Regions from separate parts of the Hordeum vulgare genome. Here region 2 is linked to region 1. Evidence: chromatin contacts called from public Hi-C data. All regions are on one chromosome and are shown on one strand. The core of a region is the stretch at or near the end of the contact, and the rest is flanking DNA. Distances in the headings are between cores, read along the strand shown.

The links. A called contact is a pair of places that touch in the nucleus more often than the background predicts.
Region 2: a Hi-C map of seedling shows a contact between it and region 1, with 5 times the contacts expected there. The contact joins the promoter of LOC123443754 here to the promoter of LOC123443751 in region 1. A contact is called at or near these places in 2 of 6 Hi-C or Micro-C datasets (leaf and seedling) and 1 of 1 datasets of contacts at active chromatin or transcription factors (embryo).

What each region holds. Positions count from the first base shown.
Region 1 is chr3H:326,797,210-326,804,788 of MorexV3_pseudomolecules_assembly, reverse strand. LOC123443751 (DENN domain and WD repeat-containing protein SCD1) reads left to right here and starts at 3,582. Exons shown (of 31, transcript XM_045120274.1): 1 at 3,582-3,933; 2 at 5,190-5,283; 3 at 5,419-5,620; 4 at 5,712-5,853; 5 at 5,970-6,070; 6 at 6,433-6,496; 7 at 6,675-6,788; 8 at 7,445-7,579. The coding sequence starts at 3,751.
Region 2 is chr3H:327,519,124-327,526,702 of MorexV3_pseudomolecules_assembly, reverse strand. LOC123443754 (LRR receptor-like serine/threonine-protein kinase GSO1) reads right to left here and starts at 4,841. Exons shown (of 4, transcript XM_045120276.1): 1 at 3,932-4,841; 2 at 3,355-3,615; 3 at 2,341-3,273; 4 at 315-1,035. The coding sequence starts at 4,778. The coding sequence ends at 575.

The DNA of each region.
Region 1 (7,579 bases), core at 2,333-4,832:
TACCACTCTTACTGGCAGCCAGTGTCCCGTCAGAAAGGTTGGCATCAACCTCCATGTTAGTGTATAGCGAACTCTGTGAGATGTTCTGTCCAGCGGAGCCCTCCATGTCGTGCTCATTTTCTTCATCATCATCATCATTATCACCCTTTCGTTGCCAGAAGAAAGGGACAAAGTTGGGATCAGGAATAAAATCCGCAACCTCACGACGGAAATAGAACTCGTACTCCTTGGGCTTCACCACACATGCAGCCCCAATATACTGTCCATCATCGTTGATTCACTTCTCAAGCACTTTGGAGTCCAACATACCCACCAGAATTCGAACAATACCATGACTCCTATAGGTGACAAGATCAACATCAAGGCTAGTCCCAATAAGTGTACCAACAACCCAAAAACCGAGGAAATGTCTCACAACATAAGGCACACCCTAAATCGTACCCAGACCTTCTCAAGTACTTTAATCGGCTGTACATCCTGGGTCTTCCACACAAAAATAGAAGCTTGTGCCATAAAGAAGGAATATTCGGTTGAATAACATCCACTCTCTGAAGATCCTCGACGGAAGGAAAGCCAATTAGATAGGCATCATCACCATGGGGCAAGGCCTCCCAAGTCCACTTTGAGGACTGAAACATCCTCGACATCAGACTCTCAACGGATTATGCAGGAACAGGCTCTCCGGCAACCATAACCAAAGCAGTAGGAGAGGTCGCCGGAATCAGGTGAGGCTTGTAGACGCTATCAGGAAATTGCACAAACATAATCTCATCAATACCATGCCCCGAAGTGAAACAAGAGGGCTTTGGGAGCCTTAACGTCGGGCATCTGAAGGTTGGGTGAGCTGCAGTATCACAAACTAAACAGTAGTGCTGCACCAGATAGGCTCTTGTGGTATGAGAATCCACACGACACTTCCAACACTTGGTGCTCTTTTTAGCTTTAACCTTGCCCCTGCAGCCGCCTCAGATTGATGCGTCGTATCAGGGACCAAAGTGCCACTTGCCGATGCGGTAGCATCAACAGCAACCGTCGAAATCACAGCAGTCGGCTGGACAAACTGTGGCTGCATCGGCTGTTGCAACTGAACCGTCTAAGGCTGCAACAGAGACTGCATCGGCTGAGGTCGCGTGTTGTCTAGGCCTTGGAGAACCGAGATGACACACTACCCCGGGAGATGATGTGTGCTATCGATGCCGCGTCGTCGATGCATGCTGACAGCTAGGAAGAGGGGTTGCACGCCCTCAATGCTCCATCGACGATGGGTCACACACCAAACTGCCATGTGACCCTCTCACCTCCCACACTCTCACCATCGCATGGCCCCTCTCATTAGAAAATCACTCCACATCCTATATACCTAAGAGTTTTATTCCCACCATCCTATTTATCTTAACATGCAAGCTATCCACATCAGCGCTCCGCTACCGAATTACAAGAGGGACCCATCATTGGTTGACATGAATTATCTGCCTTCTTAGCAAGGTCATCTCAATTTCTTCCACCACGTCGTGCCGCACACAAGTATTGTGCATTATCATGATGTGCAGCGTGCAACAAATGTAGGTGGCATACAAAACGAGTGCCTGTCCATCTTCCTTTTATCCACTATCTCAGTATTGATCATTCATAGGCTCGTTTATTGGAATAAAGCCAGTTCATCTCCCACAAATCATGAATGAATCATTCAGCCTTCCAACTAAGTGCTACTGCAACGCGGCGGTAGCAAGGACAGACAAATAACAGTGCGCTGGTATCCATTAACGAGAGCAATAGGTGCACGTAGGCAACAGTGATGACATAGCAGCGGGCGAGGCCACACACCGATTAAAACGGTCGTAGGTTGAGGTATGTCAAAAGATCAATCAGCCTTTTTGCCTAATTTTTGAACGGATTAGTTTATCTAATCAGATTTTTTTTGTAGTGAATAATTTGTGCATCATTAAATTTTGGACTGATTATTTACATTCTATATTGTCAAAATTCTACACCATCACTGGATACTACCGCGGGTCAAACAAGCAGAACGAGAGTGTTAGATAGATGGAGAAGAGCACCGCTACATGACTAGAATGGGGAGCCGTGTGTTGCCACCTTGGGCATGGATCCGAAGGATCTGAATTACGCCAGATGCATTCATCCCCTACAAACTCCAATATTTCAAGGCGACCTTTTAATCCTAATTTAATTTTATTAACCGCGTACATGCAGATAACTTATCAGGCTTATTTTGAGGAATGGAACTAAGCTTTACCAAATTCAGAAGCATGTATATTTTTCTTTTACAGGGGAGAAGCATGTATATTTACTATGCATTAGATAAAAAAAATTAAAGCTACCCGAGTATAATGTCATGAATGGTAGCACTATGTTGCACAAGGTTCATCCAATGAGAATCATGATTTATTCGATAGTATACTTCGTGATTTATTAGTAATATTTTAATAGAATAGTAGATTATTAGCGAACCCGTGTTTTTTTGCTCTAAGCAAACTATCTTTTTGTGGAATAGAGAACTATATTTGTCGTTGTTGTTTCAGGTCTTTTCAAGGGTTGAAATCTCTTTAATTAAAGGTGTTTTTTCGCATCACCTTGGTGATATATTGTTAAGGTAATAATTAGTACACAAATTCACGTGCACACAATTTTTGTTTTTCATCACATTTCTATCTTATTCTAAACAATATTTTTTTTCCAGAGAACACTCTTTATCATCGGCACATACTAAAATTTCATTGCACACAGTTTTATCTTTTCAACACTTTTCTTTGTTATTTGAAATAATATTTTTCCAAAGAATATCATTGGCACATACTGTTTCATAAAAAATTCTCATGTTTGTAAACATCAAATTATTTATTAACGATTCCCGCAACAACATGCAGGTATCATCTAGTGTGATAAAATAGTCAAACCCCTATTTATCGCTCTATCTCTCTAACCATCACTTCTCCCCTTCGAAAAACCCCAAAATCTGATTGATAGATGAGAAACTCAGGCAGAACGTCGTCATAGAAATATATAAACCCCCAGAAAGGATATTTTTGTATCATTTGTTGGTAGTTGGCAAAGAGGACTTTGAAGAACAAGGCCTAAAATTTGCTACCGTATTCCGTATTCCTAACGGTAATTTTATAAAAATGATACCAATATGATCAAACGTGATATATTTAGACTAAAAGTAGGACACCCTTTATTAATTAATGCTGCATCTTAACGATTTTCTGTTTTTTACGCTCTACATGATAACTTTTATTTTAAAACATGGCAAATTCTTATGGGAGTATCTCTTTTCGCATGAAAAATTCGGTGCTCAGTTTTTTTAGCGGCAATGTCATCAGATTTATAGTACTCCCTCCGTTTCTAAATATAAGTTTTTTAAAAGATCTCACTAGGGGTCTACATACGAAGTAAAATGAATGAATATATACTCTAAAGTATGTCTATATATATCCGTATATATTCCATAGTGCAACCTTTAAAAAAACTTATTTAGGAACGGAGGGAGTATTTTTGTATTTTTTTCCCTAACGGGTCTATCCCTGTTTTTTCCCTAACGGATCACAAACAGAAAGTCCACCCGACCCATGTAGTAGTTCGTCGCCTTCCTTCGTCCCACGGCCTACACCATCTCCTCCCTTTCCCGCAGAGTCGAAATTAGGGAGAGATCGACGGAGACCGACCGCGCCGAGGATCCCTTCCCGGAGGCGGGCGGGTAGGCGTGACTGCCGGTGATCGACGACAGCGGCGATGGCATCAACGTCACGGATCTTCGAGTATTTCGTGGTATGCGGGCTGGGGCCAGAGATCCGGGCGCTGGATGGCCTGAAGGGCTTCCATGGCGCCGAAGAAATGTACATGCCTGCCTTCATCGACCAGTTCCCGCACTCGGGCCACGCGCTCTACCCTCCCCCGCCCCCGCAGCTCCCCACCGTGAGTCGCAGATCCCGCTCCTTTCAGCCAGCTGCCCATCGTTAGAATTTTTGGTGAAATGGACAAATTGGTGTTGTTAGCATTTGATTGGGCTGGCGTGTTGCTAACTTCGAAATGGTTGATCATTAGAGGTGAATTCGTGATGCTCTAGTGCACTGAGGTTAGAATTGTATATGCCAGTTGCGTACTCAACTGTGCATCGGCCGAGACAGAAATTTAAGAATGGCTGGGAAAATTATAGGCCTCCACACTGTGCCGTGAATTGTTTGGCCTGCGACGTGATCAGGGACGAAGCCAGTGCGACGTGAATCGTGATAACATTGTCAGCACACTTGCTGATCTAGTGGGGATAGTTCTTTTTGCACGGCCACTGCTTGCTGCCCCATGCCACCGCTTGCTCGCCATCCTACTGGGGTTGTGCCGCCTCAAGATTACGCGACCACCTAGTCTGTTGATTAGGTTGACCTGATTCGGTTGGGTTTCAAGTTTGATTGATTTTTATAAGGGTGAGTCTGTAGGCACTCAGACCAATGTGCACACTAGATAACTAGAGGCTTAACCTAGCTCTGCCCAACAGAGTTTCTTCTTTGAACAGTTACATTCATCTCTCCTTATTAAAAGTTATCATCAGAAGTTCAAAATCCTGCTATCTTGGGAAAATGATGGTATAGCTAGGGAGTGGTTCCTTGTCGGCTTGTCTATGCTGGCATTCTAGGACAAGTGCCCCAACTTGCTCCGTGGTTGGAGATAATTGAACATGGAAGGATACTTTTACAATGTGATCATGTGATGTATGTAGGGACATGCTATTTTAGCAGTCACATCCCTGCCAGTGACCTTTTGCCCGTGCCCTTTTTGTATCAGCACATATAATCTACAACCAAAATTAGTTAGCAGTGTCAAAGTCTGTAAGCCATGTCTTATTGCGTAAAAACACGTTAATGACACATGGGATGGAAAACAAGGGGTAGGGTGTGCCATGCATTTATTTTTAACCATCATTTTTTTTAGCAATGGTGGATAATTCCATGTCATTTTCCCAGGGGTTGAACCTTGAACACCAATAAAATAGTGGAGATCTTTGCTAGATAACTGAAAGGAAAAGATAGTAATGTGAACAAGAGAATGTGAATGATCTCATGTTATAATAATTTGAACCGCTGAATGACAATCATGATATCATCATGTCTATTTTATCCCTAATCTTGTTTTATTGTAATCTGAACCTTTCTATCATTGTCCGTTGATAACTGCAGTGTGTTTTGCCAGCTGGTGTAAGAATATACTCTTCTGGGTTGGACGCCAATGACGTCTCCACCTATCCAAGGAGCTATCCCATAGTTTTGACAGGTATGTGATTAATTACATTAGTTGGTCTTGTTGGTAATTGATATTTCCTGGACTTTGAGCATGTTTTTAATCCTTCAAGTTGATTTTTTTATTGTATACATAGGGACCTCTTAACATAGTCATCATTTTTTGTAGAGGGAGATGGTTCAAAAATTTACGTCAGTTGTATTGCATTTCGAGATCCAATTTGTGAAGATATTATTGAAGCCTACCAAATTCCAGTGAATTCTTTTGCTGATAAATGCATCTGCTTTGTGTCCCATTCTCCTTGTTTCCAAGTCCTTCGAGATGCTCTAGAGGAAATATTTGTCCTTTGTTTTTCTCCTGCCGGTTGTAGGTAAAGTTCATTATTCATGCGTGCGCTTGATAATGGCAAACTATGGATTACGCCTTTTTCATGGCTTAATATTTGTCGTCCCTGATTTCAGCAAGCCTTTGTGGGATATAATATCCCATGTGGTGTCAAATGTTCCATTACCAACACCGGGAAAGGATCGTGTCTTGTTTGCCATTGATAATTGCCTTCTTTCCTCGGAAACCCCTCCAAAAGAATGGCTTCCTCACGCTGATGTATGGCTTCCTTTCCATTTCGTCTTATGTTCCTTGATCATATATTTCCAGTACCATTTTAGATACTCCATTTTGCTCACATCCAACTTGTAATATCAAGCTGATTGTGATTGCAGATATCCTTCCAGCCATTGGTGCAGTGTCTGGATGTTGATAAACTAATACAGCTCTTTACTGCCGTTCTGCTTGAAAGAAGGATATTGCTAAGATCTAACAAGTCCGTTGAGTTTCACAATGCAACTCTTGACTACTTCCTCCATTCCTAAATATAAGTCTTTTAAGAAATTACACTACAGACTACATACGGATGTATATAGACATACTATAGAGTGTGGATTCACTCGTTTCGCTCCGTATGTAGTCCATAGTGTAATCTCTTAAAAGACTTATATTTAGGAACGGAGGGAGTATGTTTTTACATTTTTCGAGGAAACACAAAGGACCGTTTTTCATTATACCATCTCAGTCTTAGCTTAGGTTTACAAGTGAACAGATTGTTACTTTGCAACAACACCTTAAGTGGAAGTGTTTGAAGTTTATCTTAAGCTTGATGGACTTCTCTTTTGTTTTGTAATGCAGGTATACGTTATTAACGCTAGTTTCAGAAGCCATATGCCATTTGATATACCCGATTAGGTGGCAGGTGGGTTTCATTCAACTGTGTTCCTTTTTATTCCCAAGTCTTTAGTGGGCTTCACAAATATGTGAAAATAATTGTTGCGCTTGAGGATTTCATTCATATCTGTACCAGAAATTCTCATTATTGTATGTTATGCTCATGTGGTGAATTATTCCCATTCAACGTATTTGTTGTGCTGCAGCATGTCTACATTCCAATAATATTCTCTAGTGGTGTTGACTACATTGATGCTCCGACTCCCTACATGATGGGACTTCATTCAGGCGTTGACACATCTACGGTGACAATGGATGGTGTAAGTTGCAACATTAAATGAAGTTTCCGTTGGCCGTTTTTTTGTCTTTGCCTGCCTATATTCTCTTGGCAATACATACTACTTATTTACTGGTGGAAATAGCCTTTTAAAAGGTTTGGTCCACCTGTTTTTTATTTTTGCTTCTAGGATCATTTTCCTTTCACAGCCGATGTATGAGTGCTCCATCTTGCTTTGATTAATAGTCACAAGAAATCTTTACATTTATAGTTTTGTAACCCTGAGCTGACGTGTGCAAGGTATCTTATGATATTTTGAGAGCGAAGAAGTTTGGTTCAACATATTTTGTTACTAGTCTGAACTTTGAGAAGTCAGGATTTTCTTCTGGGTGTGTGGACAATTTCCATGAGAACAACACACTGATTTGTAAACGAACATGTTACAGAATACCTGTACCCTAGCCTTAACAAGAGAAGTTGAATTGCATTTGTTTATTCTGTATTCCATGCGCTTAGATGTTGAACTTCTTATATTGCATATACTGAATTCATTTTCTGACAATGATGTTTCACTATTGCTCCAAGTTTTTGTTAGTTTGGCCAACCAATGCAAACTTACGTTTTCCTTGTTTGTTTTCTCAAACTTTACCATTATGATGCATCATGATGATGTGATAATGGCAATGCATGCAATTGCAGGTAGTGGTGGTTGATCTCGAATACAATCGGATAACAACCACGGAAGACATTCCTCCTATACCCGAAAGCGAACATAGTTTCTTGCGTGGTGAGATATTGAAACTGCTACAGCCCAATGTTGTGGCCATTGATTAC
Region 2 (7,579 bases), core at 3,592-6,091, 720 kb before region 1:
CCTTTTTTTTTGCCTGTGAGATTGCATCAGCCTCTGTGATCACAAGGCTGGGTTCTGTACTGGAAAAAACATACGCAACCAACAAGACAAGACAGCAATATATAGCTCACATGCTCTCATGGACTCTTGGCTCTTCCTCCTTGGATAGAGGCAATCACAGCCTCAGAAGATCGATCCAAGCTGGTACACGTGAACACAGGATTGATTGTACACTTGGGAGTCACAAGGGCTGCGTACTGTCTGAAGAAAACAAGGGCCGGGCAAAAAAGGAGCTGCAACAAAATGGCCGCATTCATGCAACAGAAAATAGCACATCCGATACAAGTTAGCTACCAATGCAGCCTTTATTCAGCAACATTAACAATACAACATTAGCATAATACAAGATCTCAGGATTGTTCCTAGGTATTTAATTGCTACCTCATTTTCCAAAGAAAAATAAATTAATGGGTACCTCATTTGCTTCTAAGATCAGTGATTAGTGATCCTAGATAAGTAGGAGTTGATTCCAGGCAAGGCAGCACTGCCAGGCGCGAGACTGGCAAAAAAGGTTATTACATTGTATTCCCATCCATCACAAGGTGTCCAATTCTTGAACGAGCTCTTCCATGGTGGGTCTTTGCTCAGGGTTTTCACTGGTGCAGACCAATGCAATCTTTGCCAGTTTAGCCGCTTCCGTTGCTGAGTAACATCCTTTCATGTTGCCGTCGATGAGGTCATGGACATTGCCTGTCTCGAAGGGCAGCTGCATCGTTTTACTTTTACCCGTGAGTATCTGAAACACAATTACCCCGAAAGCGTAAACATCGCTCTTCTCCGAGAACCGACCGACGGTGGTGTACTCAGGGGCAAGGTACCCCATGGCGGCACTCGCCTTGAGTGTCGAGAAGACCAGGTCGTCCACAAGAAGCTTGTGCAGGCCGGAACCAGAAATCAGAGGCTTGTAGGTGTAATCCACCAGAACTTTGTCCGCCGATATGTTTTGGTGAACAAGAGGGAGTTTGTTTGCTCTAGTACTGTGCAGATATCCAATTCCTGCATAATAAACATGGATAAGGAACCTTGCTTTTGCAAAAATTCGAACCAATGAAAGAATGTAACACGGAATAGATTCAACTGGTTTGGACGGTAATCTAATAATACACTTTGTATTTACAGGCATATGTTCCTAATTTCACAGGTTGTGGCTTCTTGCAGATACTTGAGACGATTTGAGTGCTCTAGCCCATGGTACTTTAATTACGGAAAGGCTAAAAATTTAACGTCAGATTTGTACATAGCAAATTGAACGTTTTCCATGACAATTTGATGCGAGGATGACAAATTTAGTTTACAAACCCGGTTATTTTCTGGCAAAAAATAAACTATGACAAATTTACCATGCTCGCGAACTAAACTTGTCAATCTCAACGAACACTGTCATAAAATATGTTCGATTTGCCAATGCCTAAAAATCTGATGTTCCCTGAATATCCAGGTCCTTTAATTATTATGGCTATGCGCACCCCATGATGAGGCAGGGTTTTCCTCCATTTTAAAAACCCGAATGGTAACGTCCACACGTATGCCATATCTGCAATTTGTCCAGACGCACTAATCTTCGTCTGTTATGTTTTACACGAATCCTAAAGAAGTTTGTTGGAATTTCAGTTTTCCGTAGGCATAGCATGTTGTGTGGGTGTTAGAGCGCTTGCCCACACGATCTGCAATGTGCGGTTATCAGCTGCGCCATGTGGGTGAACCAGTTTCTATCTACACAGTCACCCCCAAGTCGCCCGCGTGTGGGTGAACTGCTCTCCGCCCACGCTTGTAGTTGCTAGATGGCAACTGCAGTTGCACGTATGTGGCAACTAGATAAACACACATGGCAACTATGATTAACCATATATGTCAACTATGGTTGGACCACACGTGACAAGTAGTTAATCACACATGACAACTATTGTTTGATCATATGTGGCAAGTAGTTAATCATACATGGCAACTATGATTTAATTACATGCGGCAAGTGTCGTTAATTGGACATGGCAACTATAGTTAACCAAAACAGAAAAGTTGTTATGCTTTTTCAACTACATTTGTCATCCTGGGTAACTAAAGTTGTCATCTCCGAAGTAACTAAAGTGTCATTCCCCGGATACAAAATTATACTACTAAGCTTAAGATACTTATTTTGGACAGAGGAGTACCACACTAGCAGTAGCAGTGTTTGATAACTGATGGAAATTATACTACTAAGCTTAAGATACTTATTTTGAACAGAGGAGTACCACACTGGCAGTAGCAGTGTTTGATAACTGATGGCTTAGACACTGACAGAGAGGGACACTACCACCATACCTTTAGCAATTCCCTTGATGATGGACACCCTCGTGGACCACTCAAGGACGCGCCCGCCATGGCCGAGAGCACCGCCGCCGCCGTCTTCTCCTGCAACGTCCAAGAAGTGCGATAGACTGCCGTTGGGCACGAAGTCGTGCACGAGGAAGCACTCTCCCCTGGCCCTGGAGCAGCAGAACCCCCTCAGCCCCACGATGTTGTCGTGCCGAAGCTCGGCCAGCAGCTTGAGGCCCTTGAGGAACTCCGCCTCCTCCTGCTTGCAGCAGGTCTTGCCCAGTCGAGTGACGACGACGGGCGTGCCGTCGCGCAGCGTGCCCCTGTACGTGGCCGCGAAGCTGCTTCCGGCGCCACTCTTGGACCTGGAGGTTTTCTTCCCCATGAGATTCAGCTCCGAGAAGTAGTGCGTCGCGGACTCCACCTCCTCCATGTTGAACCGGAAGCTCGGGGACACCTCCTGCGAGAACCCGACGCCGCTCCGCCCGTCGGCCAGCGGGTCCCAGCCGTTGGAGTACTCGAGGCTCACCAGCGTTGACGACGCGCTCTTGCGGAACGATTCCTTGGTCGCCTCGCCCTCGATGCTGCACCGGCCGCCCACCGTGGTCATCGGAGGTGCGCCTGCGCCTGAGGCCCTCCTCTGCTTGCGCCACCTGTGCCACGAGAAGACCAAGAGACCGGCCGCTGTCGCCCCCAGAAGGATCACCGCGACAATGACGACGGCCGCGAGAGCCTTGGTGGAAGGGGGGCAGTGGGTTCCGCTGCAATGCCTGTCGGAAGAGCCCGGCTTGATCTGCGGCGCGATGCCAGCGCTGAACGGCTGGGGCCTGTCGGGGTCGATGAGGTCCGCCGGAGTGCACGGCCGGAGATCGGGGAGCCCGGTGCCGCACAGATCAGTGTTGTTCCCGTACTGGAATCCACCCTCCAGCTTGGCCAGTTCTGGGGAGCAACCAAATCAAACTGACACTGAGCGGAGCAGTTCTTGGGAGCTCAAGAATGGATTCGTAGATTGTTGCGTACCGGAGGGCACGCTGCCGGTGAGCGAGTTGTTCCTAACATCGAGAGCAGCGAGCTGAGGCAGCCTGGCGAGCCTCACCGGGATGGAGCCGAAGAGGTTGTTGAAGCTCAAGTCCAGCCGCCTCAGCTCGGGCAGGTCGCCGAGGCTAGCAGGGATGGCGCCGTTCAGGTGGTTGGACTGCAAAGCCAACACGGCGAGCCTGTTCAGCAGCCCCAGCTGGGTGGGGATGCTCCCGGTCAGCTGATTGTAGCACAGCTGCAACACTTTTTTTTTTTGACACATCAACATTAACAGCAGTGTTAGAGTGGCAAACAAACCAACAAGTGTAGAAAATCAATCGATGACCAAATCATATATATAGCAATATCAGCCAAGAAGCGTCAGTGAATCCAAGAACTTGTTTCAGGATCATGGCACGCTAGGTAGCATAGGAGACTGGAGTACTGGACTGGAATAGAACGGGACGAATCGAATCAATCCAAGCAATGCAGCACTGGCAGTGGCAGAGTTCACGGCGCCACATGCAACTAGGCAAGCAAGAATCAGAAAGAGAAGACGCGGAGCTCGGACTTGGCTCACCTTGCAGCGAGGCCATGGCGCCGATCTCGGCCGGGATGGGCCCGGAGAAGTTGTTGACGTTAAGGTAGACATCGGTGAGCCTTGTGAGCTTGGCGAGCTCCGGGGGCACCCCGCCGCGGAGCTCGTTGTAATGGAGGTACAGGCCGGTGAGCGCGCGGAGGCCCGCGACGGCAGGGGAGAGCGTCCCGGCCAGGCCCTTCCCCTGCAGCGAGACGTTGGCGACAGCGCCGAGGGCGTCACACGCGACGCCCTCGAACCCTCCACGGGCACACGGGTCCCGCCCGGGCGCCCACGACGGCAGAAGGCGCCCCGTCGGGTCCAGCGCCGCCTTGAACTCCAGCAGCGCCCGCAGCTCTCCGTCATCCGCCGCAGAGGCCAGGCCGAACAGAGAGTGGCAAACGACTGCCAATACCGCGAGGGCTACGAAGCGGGCGCAGGCCATTGCCGGCCGCGCAGGTGCTCTTCTTGGTGCGCGGGGAGAGGGGAAGGGAGGGTGGAGGGGACACGAGCGTGCAGAGGTGAGGGGTCCGAGGAGACGAGTGAAGAAGTAAAATACTCCGAGAGGGTCGGTCAGCAGCATGCACCGAGCTGAGTTGTGTGAGGATGAATCATGGGCCTCGCATGTCAGTTCGTGGAGCTGGGCTATACCTGGCCATATGCCGGCCAGATCGGGCTGAAAAGAACCACCGTTGAAAACCCACGCCCGAGTCCGGCCCCGCCCGACCGCCGGGCCTAACAAAAAGTGCTCGAGCCTGAAAAAGCCCGACATGGCCACCGGCCCGGCCTGACTACGGCTAAAAATAGTTTTGCTCAAGCCTGAGATCGGCCCGGCCTGATTGTTGGGCATGATTTCAGGGTCGAGCTCGGCCTGATAGGATGATTAGGCCTCGTTCAGTCCGGAATGTGGTAGAACGATGAACTTCTTCTCTTGTGCTTTTAAAGATAGTCTTCTCAACACTGAATCACTCTCTCATGGATTTAGCATGGGTAGAAGAGATTGATCTTGTGAAAAACAACTTAGAAAGGCTAGAAATCAAGGTTTAAATGATTGGAATGGAATCTCTTGATCTCAACACATTAGTAGATGACTCTCTCTTAAAAAATGGATATGGCAAGTGTAATTGTGTTCCGAGTGTAGGTGGAGGGGTATATATAGGCATCCCTAAAATCCAACCTTTACAACATTATTGCCCAACTCGTTGGCACCGAAATCAATCTCGGTGGTACCGAGTTGCACTAAATATGAAAACTTTTGAACTCTCGGTGAGACCTATATAGGAATCTTGGTGATACCAATACAATGACCTAGACCAGTTTCTAAATCTCAATGAGACCGATTTCGAACTAGAAAATTCTGATTCTTGAATTCCTCTCCACAGAAAGTTGGTCACTGAATCTCGATGACACCGACGTGAAAGTTGATGGTACCAAGATGGTAGGCTTTGGCATAGAGTGTGTCAAGTGTAAAATCGATAGGGCCGAGTGGAAATACTTGGTGGCACCGATTTTGCTGATGTGGCTTTGCACAGAGATATTTTGTGAGAGAATGGCTAAGTATTTTTTGTGGCTACTTCTAAGCACTTGAGCAACCAATTCATCATAATACCCCATCCCCTTTTAATAGTATTGATTTTCCTATCGACTCAAAGTGATTTCTCACAATTGTAAAAATGAAGATCCTTCTTGCTTGAAGCTTGAGCCAATCCTATTCCTTTCCTTGCATCAAGGGGCATCTCCATACAATCCTATAGACAAGGCATCTTTGAACTTTTCTGAAATATACTTGGATAAGATCATTAGTCCAATGATGCATATTTTATAATTATTTACCAAAACCACCTTTGGTACCAATTGTGCTTTCAATCTCCCCCTTCTTGGTAATTGAGGACAACATATAGATCAAAGCTTCGACAAAAGATATAATCAATGGTTAGCATCGACGCTTTGAGAAGTATGTGAAAAGCCAGAGCTCCCCCTAAATTTATGCATTATTTTAAATTTGCTTTTGAATGCAAATGCACAATCGATTAGGACCATGGGTTACTCTTCCATGTCACATACAACTTGTTGGTGCGCATAAATGACATGAATGAATAGTAATGCACATAACATCAATCAAGCAAGTGAATGATCACCATGTAGATAGCTCAAAGGTAATAGTGTGATAGCATCAAACAATCAAAGCATATGATCAAACACTCCTAAAAGGATAAATATTGGAAATATGCCCTAGAGGCAATAATAAAATGGTTATTATCATATTTCCTTGTTCATGATAATCGTCTATCGTTCATGCTATAATTGTATTAACAGGAAACAGTAATACATGTGTGAATGAATAGATCACAATGTGTCCCTAGCAAGCCTCTAGTTGGCTAGCTCGTTGGTCAATAGATGATCATGGTTTCCTGATCATGGACATTTGGATGTCATTGATAGCGGGATCACATTATTGGGAGAATGATGTGGTGGACAAGACCCAATCCTAAGCCTAGCACTAGATCGTATTGTTCGTATGCTAATGCTTTTCTAATGTCAAGTATCTTTTCCTTCGACCGTGAGATTGTGCAACTCCCGGATACCGTAGGAGTGCTTTGGGTGTATCAAACGTCACAACGTAACTGGGTGACTATAAAGGTGCACTACGGGTACCTCCGAAAGTGTCTGTTGGGTTGGCACGAATCGAGATCGGGATTTGTCACTCCGTGTGACGGAGAGGTATCTCTGGGCCCACTCGGTAGAACATCATCATGAGCTCAATGTGACTAAGGAGTTAGTCACACGATGACGAACTACGGAACGAGTAAAGAGACTTACCGGTAACGAGATTGAACAAGGTATAGGTATACCGACGATCGAATCTCGGGCAAGTTCTATACCGACAGACAAAGGGAATCGTATACGGGATTGATTGAATCCTTGACATCGTGGTTCATCCGATGAGATCATCGTGGAGCTAGTGGGAGCCACCATGGGTATCCAGACCCCGCTGATGGTTATTGGCCAGAGAGGTGTCTCGGTCATGTCTGCCTGTCTCCCGAACCCGTAGGGTCTACACACTTAAGGTTCGATGACGCTAGGGTTATAGGGAATTGTTATACGAGATTACCGAAAGTTGTTCGGAGTCCCGGATGAGATCCAGGACGTCACGAGGAGCTCCGGAATGGTCCGGAGGTAAAGATTGATATATAGGACGGATGGTTTCGGACACCGAAAGTGTTTCGGGCATCACCGGTAACGTACCGGGACCACCGGGACCACCGGAGGTGGTCCCGGGGGACCACCGAAGGGGGGCTGCGACCCCAAAAGGTAAGATGGGCTAAGTGGGGGTGGGAACCAGCCCCTAGTTGGGCTGGTACGCCTCCTCACTCAGCCCATGGCGCAGGGGAAAGAAAAAGAGGGGGGGAACCCTAACTTAGGTGGGCCTTAGGCCCACCAGAGGGGTGCGCCACCCCCTCCTCCCCATCTTGCCGCCACAAACCCCATCTGGGAGGGCTGCCGCACCCCCTAGGGTGGGAACCCTAGGGGTGGCACCCCCTCTCCCCTTCCCCTATATATAGTGGGCACTTTTGGCCTTTGGAGGACACAGTTTTCCCTCTTCCTCGGCGCAGCCCTGCACTTCTCCCTCCTCCTCTCTGCCGGCACTTG